Linked DNA regions of Mus musculus: regions 2 and 3 are each linked to region 1. A link is a contact called in public ChIA-PET and Hi-C data. All regions are on one chromosome and are shown on one strand. Each heading gives the region's core, a stretch centred on a gene start, on an enhancer-like site or on the middle of the called end of the contact. The rest is flanking DNA. Distances are from core to core; before and after follow the strand shown. Region 1 has its middle 36 kb from the start of Gm32406. Region 2 has its middle 19 kb from the start of Gm32564. Region 3 overlaps Gm32564 (a long non-coding RNA gene).

What was found. A called contact is a pair of places that touch in the nucleus more often than the background predicts. ChIA-PET counts read pairs in DNA pulled down with a chosen protein or histone mark.
Region 2: a contact with region 1 is called in a Hi-C map of liver, with 1.8 times the contacts expected there. The contact joins two enhancer-like sites. A contact is called at or near these places in 2 of 484 Hi-C or Micro-C datasets (embryonic stem cells and liver) and 2 of 115 datasets of contacts at active chromatin or transcription factors (bone marrow-derived macrophages and large pre-B cells).
Region 3: a contact with region 1 is called in an RNA polymerase II ChIA-PET map of memory CD8 T cells, with 14 read pairs. The contact joins two enhancer-like sites. A contact is called at or near these places in 1 of 484 Hi-C or Micro-C datasets (the C2C12 cell line) and 2 of 115 datasets of contacts at active chromatin or transcription factors (T-cell acute lymphoblastic leukemia and memory CD8 T cells).

What each region holds. Positions count from the first base shown.
Region 1 is chr15:96,541,935-96,545,022 of GRCm38.p6, forward strand. No RefSeq gene overlaps it. Among named protein-coding and RNA genes, the nearest start is that of Gm32406, 36 kb to the left of the region's middle. Within about 2 kb of position 1,312, at least 101 of the 459 cell types and tissues checked have an H3K27ac peak or open chromatin away from gene starts, as enhancers often do. A contact at or near this core is called in liver and memory CD8 T cells, where this site is marked.
Region 2 is chr15:96,798,145-96,801,503 of GRCm38.p6, forward strand. No RefSeq gene overlaps it. Among named protein-coding and RNA genes, the nearest start is that of Gm32564, 19 kb to the right of the region's middle. Within about 2 kb of position 1,342, at least 10 of the 459 cell types and tissues checked have an H3K27ac peak or open chromatin away from gene starts, as enhancers often do. A contact at or near this core is called in liver, where this site is marked.
Region 3 is chr15:96,826,332-96,829,276 of GRCm38.p6, forward strand. All of the region lies in intron 1 of Gm32564 (a long non-coding RNA gene), which reads left to right. Among named protein-coding and RNA genes, the nearest start is that of Gm32564, 9.1 kb to the left of the region's middle. Within about 2 kb of position 1,405, at least 16 of the 459 cell types and tissues checked have an H3K27ac peak or open chromatin away from gene starts, as enhancers often do. A contact at or near this core is called in memory CD8 T cells, where this site is marked.

The DNA of each region.
Region 1 (3,088 bases), core at 62-2,561:
AGCAGAGCATTAAGGCATCCATGGCAGACTCTTAATAACTCGGTGGTTCAGGGAAAACGGATCCCATCTCTTTGTTCTTCGGGCTGCAGAAAAGGAAAACTAATGGCACCCACTTCTTTCAGTTCTAATGAGATGGATGAACAGATACGAACCACACTGGACAGCAAGCTTTGTAAGTGCTCAGTGTTGGACATAGGCTTAGTAGAGTTAGAATGATGGGGGGAGACAAGGTTACAGAGTAAACTAGCGGGTGGGTAACATCTTCAAGACTAAGACTGAAACAAAGTAACGGGAGGACTAGACCCGGAAGATGCTTGTCTGCCCACAGCCTCCTACACCACCACGGAGGGGACTGACCCTTTGTTTTCTATGAAACAGTTGTTCTTGGCTTCACTTTAGGGGAAGCACGTGGCTCAGTGTAGGATGAGACTGATTTTGGCAACTGAATGGAACATTAGCATGTTAAGGCTGATTATGAAAAACAATGGCAAGAAGGGCCATTGATTAAAACATCCTAATACAATACAATACAATACAATACAATACAATACAATACAATACAAGAAAAGCGATTGTTCAGCGGCGAATGCCATTTTTTATGTTCAGATAAGCTCTTCTGTTCATTCATGGGAATAATAAGGATTTTGGCAAATATTATAATGCTTTCAATTTGAGAAGAGCTTAGAATTTGCATTACTTTGCATACTAATGAGAATTTTTACTATTGTATAGAACCATATGTATGCATTTATATGTGCCATATTTTGGTGTTCCAATTAACTTATGTATAATGATGTCAGTAGTGATTTTATGTGCTTAGAATTTTTTGGCAAAAATTTCAGTTTCATGGGACTGATTTTTTTTTTTATTGTGCAGCCTAATTAATCACTAGTGTTGAGAAAAAAATCAAAACTTCAAACTTAATAAACATGCAGTTACGATCAGGCAGTTTTGGAGAAAACATACTGAGGAAGGACATACAAAATTAATCCCTGTTGAAATAATAATTTTATAATAATAGGACCTATAAAAGAAGCCATGTAAGTATCTGGTACTACTACAGTCAATTTCTGAGAGATACAGTATACACAAATCTGTCTAGGGAGAGTAAAATTGTTATTTTTAGCTTATAAACTTCTCAGGGAGAAAACGGTTTAAATAATAAAGCACTCTTTTCCCAAAACGCAAATGAATGAATTGATAGATGTTAATATAAAAGCAAAACAAAACCTTAGGTTTTCTACCTACACGCCACTCGAATACAAACCTCCTAAATTTGTTCACTGAGCAAACCCTGGGAATCCAGACGGTGGCGCTGTTCTCACGGAGGAGAGCAGGCTACAACTCTTTCTACTGCGTTCTCTCTTTACTCTTTATCTACAAATTAAGCTGTTAAACAACAAAACAAAATAATCCAACTTCCATTTGTAGCTTCCTTTTCAACTGATGCTTTTTAAACGTTCGGTTATTTCGATCTGCAGTGATTGGTCGGCAGTGTACTCAGCAAAAGGACCGTGTGGCGTGATTCTGATGGTGGGTAGCGATATGAAAATACAGGCGCTGCTCTTTGTATCTGAACAAAGATAAGGAGAAGCCTTCGAAGATGCAAAAAAAAAAAAAAAAAAAAAAAAGACCTGCAGAAAAAATATGAAGGGTTGAGACAAACAATTACCAACGTGCTTAAAATAGAAACGCGCTGAGGCCACAAGGAAGAGGGTTAGGCAGCTGGGTGAACGCGGTTACCTGAAACCACGTGGCTGCAGCTGCTGGCCTGTCACTCTGCTTTTAGCCTCTTTGGTGTCAAAGTCTACGCAGAGAAAAGTAAACGCTTGCATGTTTTATTCTCAGAAGTGACTCCTTAAAAGTCGGAAATTTCCCTTTCTATAAAATGTCCTTTTCCTTTTCCTGCTTTGTTTGGAACGGTGGCGTATCTGCAATCCCTACACTCTGCCAGGAAGTTGAGTTGTATTGTCAAAAGGTTGAGGCCAGTCTGGGGTACTAAAAACTGGTATCTGTAAAAAAAGGTATTTTTGCAGATTTTTTTTTGTTTCATATCGCTTATGTGGGTTGTTTTTTTTTTTGTTTTGTTTTGTTTTTGTTTGTTACTTTCTCTTACTGACCTTTTGTTTATATATTATAGTTTTTTATTTTTTTGTTTTTAATAAGGTTGTGTGTGCGCGTGTGTTGTGCTTTTTCCCTTTTTAAATTTTTACATTCTGGTATTTTTTTTTGGGAGGGTTGCCTGTTTGTTTTCTAAAAAGAGAGCGAGAAAGGGGTCTGAGTTTGGTGGGTGGGGAGTTGGGGGGGGCTGGGAGGAACTGGAGGAGAGGAAACACTGATCAGAATACATTGTATGTAAAATAATTTCAAAAAATACATATGCAAAAAAGAAAAACCTATTGCCACAAAGGCTGCCAAAGAATTCAATAATTTAATAATATTCAGATAGCACTCTTGACAAATCTGGCTACTTAAGGGGAAGGTATTAACAGGGAATTATTTGAATTAGGTAAAATGTTTCTTAGACCAGAATTAAAGCAGTTTCTGTGAATGGAAGGCTGTGTCTCTAACATGAGTGGTTTTCCCTGCTATTCCTTGCACAGTAAAAGTAGTGTCTGATTGTCCCTGGAAACCAGTTATTCCTTCTCTGAAGATCAGAGCCATGCTACCCATCCTCAACTGAAATGTCCACATCCATTTGTGAACTACTTTTTGTTTCTTAGTAGTGTAGACAATATTGTGAACTCAGAGAGGAATGCAAAGACAGGGATTCCAGGATCGCCAACCACTCACTTTGAGAAAAAGATGGAAAGGGATTAGTAAGCCTTAAAGGAAAAAAAAAAATAGGAAAATTGTAGCAAAATGTCAAACAGCTGGGCAGTGGTGGCACACACCTTTAATCCCAGCACTTGGGAGGCAGAGGCAGGCAGATTTCTGAGTTTGAGGTCATCCTGGCCTCTATAGAGTGAGTTCCAGGACAGCCAGGGCTACACAGAGAAACCCTGTCTCGAAAATCCAATAATGATAATAATAATAATAATAAATAAAAAGTCAAACATGGAATGGAATCTTTGTTGTTTGGGGTTTT
Region 2 (3,359 bases), core at 92-2,591, 260 kb after region 1:
CTCTCTTTAGCTGGGTGTGGTAATATAACCCTTTAATCCCAGTACTAGGGAGGCAGAGACAAGCAGATCTCTGAGCCTAGTCCACAAACTGAGTTCCAGGATAGCCAGGGCTACATAGAGAAACCTTTTCCCCACCCTCTTTCTTCCACAGGGTCTCATGTATCCCAGACAGGTCTTGAAACCACCCGGTCATTGAGGACAGATTTCAACCCCTTTCCATATCCCCTTGCTCTGACCTCCTAAGTGTTCAGATTACAGAAGTACTATACCCAGATTATGAAGTGCCAGGGATCAAATACAGGGCTTTGTGCTGAGCAAGCACTCTACCACTGAGCTAAACCACAAATCACCAGATCCCCACCTGACCCCCCCCCAAACAACAGCTATGCACTTTTTTTTTTCAAGACAGGGTTTCTCTGTGTAGCCCTGGCTGTCCTGGAACTCAGTCTGTAGACCAGGCTGGCCTTGACCTGCCTACTTCTGCCTCCATGGCAGGAGCCAATAAGGCCTGGCCAACTATGCAATTCCTACATTCTCATTTTTTGTCTATTAAGTTCTGAAATATGCTTATTTTATGGGTTTTCCACATCATGGCTGATAAAATGTTAGGCACAGAAATATGAATTATAGCACAACCCGAACATAGGTAAATCAGGCTTACAGTTTTAAAACTTTTTAAAAAAGATTTATTTATTTTATGTATGTGAGTACACTGTAGCTGTATAGATGGTTGTGAGCCTTCATGTGATTGTTGGGAATTGAATTTTTAGGACCTCTGCTCACTCGCTAGCTCTGGTCAACTCCGTTCACTCAGGCCCAAAGATTTAGTTATTATTATAATTAAGTACACTATAGCTAACTTCAGACGCACCAGAAAAGGGCATCAGATCTCATCATGGGTGGTTGTGAGACATCATGTGGTTGCTGGGAATTTAACTCAGGACCTTCGGAAGAGCAGCCAGTGCTCTTACCTGCTGAGCCATCTCGCCAGCCTCCAGGCTTACAGATCTATACGATGAAACAGAGAGAAATTGTGTCTGATGTAGCACAATAGGAAAAATTTATTACAATTATTAGGAAATGTAAAGATCTTGATATTTGAGTCAGTGTGGAGCCAACAGACTCATCCTCTACCCAGGATCCAGCATCCGAGGTCCTGCACTGTCTTCTTGTCCCTCTGACAATGATTGACACCATGTTTACACGCATGCTCAGGAGCATGCTCTCCCCTCTTACCAAACAGAACTTCCTTTTGGATAACGAGTCAGCATGCTGAGTGTCTATAGCCCAGGGAAGTGCTTCCTCGGTGGTGGAGATAGGGAACCTAGCTGCCAGGATAAATATCCACGGCCCAGTGTGGTTGCTCAAAGCGCTGGAGGAGAGAAATGTAAGACATGAAACTGCTTCCCCACCTCCCGAGCAGTCGGCTTTGTTGGACAGCAGGGCCGGCGTGCTCCTCAAAGCAGCTCGAGTAACGGTGGTCCTGTCTCACTGTTAGGTTGCTTGGCAATCACATTAGGCCTTGCCTCTACAGAACATGCCAGATCTCTCTGGAGACAAAGAGTTTCCCAAAGCTCTAAGACCAGTCTCAGGCCTGAGATTTTGACTGGTCTGAAGTTTGTCTCAGGGGCCGTTGTAGCTTTCTCTCGACTGGGAACAGAGGAAATGCTCCTCAGGTTTGGTGGAGGACAATTTAGAGAAATTTTGCTTTGTTTTAATTTTTCTGGTGCTATTATTGCAAGTCACTGAAACAAACAGATCCTTTTAATTTACATGGGAACTAAGCCACAGTCATACAACTGTGGTTTGTATGTCTGCTGCAGGAATGGCTTTGTTCTGTTTTCCAGGAAGCAGGGGCACCATGACCCTTGATTCTATGACCCTTAATTCTGTGACTCTTGGTTCTATGACCCTTTATTCTCCGACCCTTGACTCTATGATTCTAGGGTGTTGTTTCTGTCATAATAGAATATTAAGCATTATTGGTTAGCTACAGTTTATGCTCAGAGAAAAGTCTGCAGAGCTTACATGGTCTTCTTGATGTTTCATATACTATTGAGACAGCTTTGTGCTTATAGGAGTTGGTTTATTCTCATTTGGTCTGTTAGATAATGATGATAGTTTGAGTTTGTTATTAGCTGTTAAAAATTCATTATGTCCACATAGACCAGAGAATCTTCTTCTTCCTCTTGTTTCCAGGCATCTGATTTCTTTCCAAACCATTAGTCTCATATATACATATATATATATATACACACACACACACACACACACATATATATTTATTTATTTCTAAGTATATTGTATGCTCACAAGTATATGGATATATACATATTTGTGCATTTACAAATCCATTATGCAGATGGCTGCATGCTATCTAAATATGCTATTCTTCTCTGAATCTTGCCAGATGCTGGAGGTCTAAAGGCATAACTCAGCCTTAGCCTTCCACCAGGGCATTTAGTTTGTTTCCAATACTTAGCTGTTACAAGCAAAGCTGCATGTCACCCGTGAGAATGTATCACCAAATAAACACTGGGAGTCAGTTCCAGACCCAAATAAGTTCAGTGATGATTGTCAAATTGTCTTGGTTGGAGATGGATCAGCTCTTGCAGACGAAGGTCATTCAGACCCTCTCCAGGTCACTCCCACCTACCTGTAACTCTGCCTCTGAGGGGGGAGATTCAGACCTTTTCTGGTCTCCATGTGTTACAGGTACACATGTGAGCACAGAGCCACACACCTATACATATAATTAAATAAAATCAAATCCTCAAAAGATTTTGACCTTTGCCAATCAGATTGTTGAACGATGATCTCATTGCAGCTTAAATGTGGGTTTTAAAGAATTACGTACGGATGGCACAGTGCCTCTTTGGAGCTGTTAAAGGTTTTTCTTTTCTCGCCTTTTTCTTCTGACACTTTCACTGTTTCATGTTTTAATTTTTAATATTTACTTGATTTTATGTGTATGCATGTGTGCCTGAGCATACAAATGTACACTGTGTGCATGCAGGATCCTGTGGAGGTCAGAAGAGGCATTGAATCTCCTGGAACTGGGGTTACAGACAGTTGTCAACTGCCACATGGGTGCTGGGGACTGAGCTGGGCTCATGTTTCTCTTTTAGATGCCAATCAAATTGGGATATTTTGGGTGTGGGGAGTGGGGTAAGAGTCCACCGAGGGTTTTAAGGGTCTTCCACACACTTGTCAAGCTCTGTTTTGGGCAGCTCTGAGACCAGTAAGCATCTTGACAAAGTGGAAGAGGCTATGATTCTGCCTTACAGAAGCCATCGTGGCCTTTAATGAGGGCATCAGGTAGTACGTACTTCACTGCCAGTCTGTGTACAATATTGGCA
Region 3 (2,945 bases), core at 155-2,654, 280 kb after region 1:
GCAGGTTAATAAGGCTGGAGGTGCTAGCTGGCCTTTGTGGGGAACATCCCACCTAGTTTTATTCCTGTTTTCTGTAACTGTTTCCCTTACTACTCTCTCAGTGGCTTTTCGTCATGACTTTCTTTCATCTGATCCCACGGGGCCAGGGGTGGGGGGATTCTTATTACCATCCTGCCACCGTGACCTTAAAGCACCGATACCCTGGTTTGGCTTGGTTTTGTTTGCTTGTTTGTTTTGAGTCAGGGTCTCACTGTGTAGTCTTGGCTGCTTCAGAATCTTTAAGGAGAGCAGGCTGGCCTCTAATTCACAGAGATCCACCTGCCTCTGCCACTGGAGTGCTAAAATCGAAGGTCTGCCCAGCAGGAGAAATAGTGTCTGCTAACTAGAAGTCTGTTCTTAGGGGTAGGAACCATTTAATTTAAAAGGCAGATATCTGGAATGAAGGGAATGTCCATCCAGGATGCTATCTCCCCTAACCCTCTATTCCATGCTGTTTACTGGCAATAGGTTCTGGGGGCGGATGAAGGACTGAATAAACAGTCAGGAAACAGGAACAGTGAATTTTTTTTTTCTGAGTTCAATCTACAGACCTGCAATTTAGTGATTCATGTCTGGCCTTTTGCATCCAGCCAGCATCCTGCCTTTCAGTGCTTGTTGTAGACAAATAGAAGATAAAATATTTTCTGGGCTACTCCTAATAAGGCTTCCTCGAATTTGTGGTCGTCTTCCTCCAACCTCCAGGGAAGTTCTCTGATCTACTGGATAATAAAAAGAAAGCTTAATAAACACGACTTTGGCTAGCCCTTTCTCACTGAAGGGAGTAGTTTTGTGGCTGTTGTCTGGGATGCTAATCAGAATGAAGGAAGTTCATTTTAGCTGATTTTAAAAAAAAGTCTAAAAGTTGTTCTCTGCTTTATTTTGTAGAATAAGGAATAGTTTTTGAAGAGCAAAGAAGCAAACTCTGTCTTTTTTACATTCAGTTTTAAGGTGGACTATAATTTTTAATGCCTATACTGTAAGCACGTTATGATTTCCCAAAATAACTTAAGCGCAGTGCATACACTCGACTGACAACCTTTTGTTGTACCAACAATATTGTAATGACAAGAGCAGAAACCAAACAAGAGAAAGAAAAAGACCCTCTCTGATCTGCCACTTTAGTTAATGGCTCTTGATGTTGCTTTCCGGTTCCTGTCAATCTGGCGGTCTAATCTTCAGATGGTTACAATCTTTCACAGTGGTCTGACTTTGCAAGGCAAAGGTTGCTACTGGTGTTTTGTAAACCTTTCCTTAGCTGCTTTGCAGTTCTAAAAGCCAAGACATTTTTGTTAGAAGACTGCCAGAGAGTGATGGGTTTCTTCAAAGAAGTGTCTTAACCTCTGCGGTGAGAGGTGTCAGTTCTTAGCATCAGTGCCACCACGGAGTGCTGCTGGGTTGCACTTTTATTGCTTCAAGGAAGATAACAGCAGGTCAGGGACAAACAGAGAAAGGATCAGAGGACACAGGACTACGCTGGGGTCCCTGGGAACCGAGAAGACCTCAAGACTCCCTTTTCTGTTCTCAGAAACACAAAGGGAAAGATTTTTCAGTGCTGCTTGGCTGAACGGGAGGTGGCCTTCCAGAGGCGAGGAGTCCAGAAGGACATCTAAGATTGCCGGCAGCCAGTCTTGTGAAAGCATCTTCTCATGTGCGGACCCCTCCGCTCAGACGACTACAGCTTGTGTCAACTTGACATAAACTAGCCAGCTCTCTGTTGGCACAGGTTTTGTGGGAGGGGCTGGGATCTCCGTACGTGACAAGCCCACAAAGATCTGCTCTGAGGAAGCCACCAGCCTAGTGGAGAAGACAGAAGTCTCACTCAAAGCATGGTGTAAATTCAAAATTAAGTCTACAATAGGTGCAAAGAGCCAGAGTGCAAGGGGACTAGGCAGACCATGATCTGGGCATGAAAGCATCCCTGAGGAGCACTGGCAGCCTCAATAGAAAAAATAATCTTGACTAGGTTATGGTTGTGTCTTAGTCAGGGTTTCTATTCCTGCACAAACATCATGACCAAGAGGCAAGTTGGGGAGGAAAGGGTTTATTCGGCTTACACTTCCACGTTGCTGTTCATCACCAAAGGAAGTCAGGACTGGAACTCAAGCAGGCCAGGAAGTAGGAGCTGATGCAGAGGCCATGGAGGGATGTTCCTTGCTGGCTTGCTTCCTTCCCCTGGCTTGCTCAGCTTGCTTTCCTATAGAAGTCAAGACTACCAGCCTAGGGATGGCACCACCTACAATGGGCCCTCCCCACTTGATCACCAACCAAGAAAATGCCCCACAGCTGGATCTCATGGAGGCACTCCCCCAGCTGAAGTTTCTTTCTCTGTTATACCTCCAGCCTGTGTCTAGTTGACACACAAAACCAGCCAGTACAGGTTGCTACCCGGTTGTAATGTGTTAGGTCCATAGTGAAAAGTGTCCCAGTGAGGTCTGGACTCATATTACCATGTGGGTAGGCATCGGTTTAGGGGCAGCATGGGGCTCGTTACTGAGCATTCAGTCAAGTGGGTGGTGTAGAGAGGATAGGGTTATAACTCAGTTGATTCCAAAGCCTGGGCACTGGCTTTACGTCATCCCATCTTCTGCCCTGTCGCCGTAGATACCAGCAAGGGAGAAAGACGTTGGGAAGGCTGTACCAGGCAGGTAGAACAGTGTGTGGGGACCTTTCTGCTGGAAGAAACCTAGCAGTATGCGAGGAGGAAAAGGGAGGGTCTTTCCCCATTGTTTTAAGTATGACTGGTGGAATGTAGCGGCATTTCAAGATCTCCTATGCTATGTTAGGTGTAAAAACCAAACCAACCAACCAAAACCAAAAACAAAACAAGACACCCAAACCAAGACTGATTCTCAGTGGCAATTGGAAGACTTGTGATCACTGCACCATGACCCATCCTCTACTGTCAA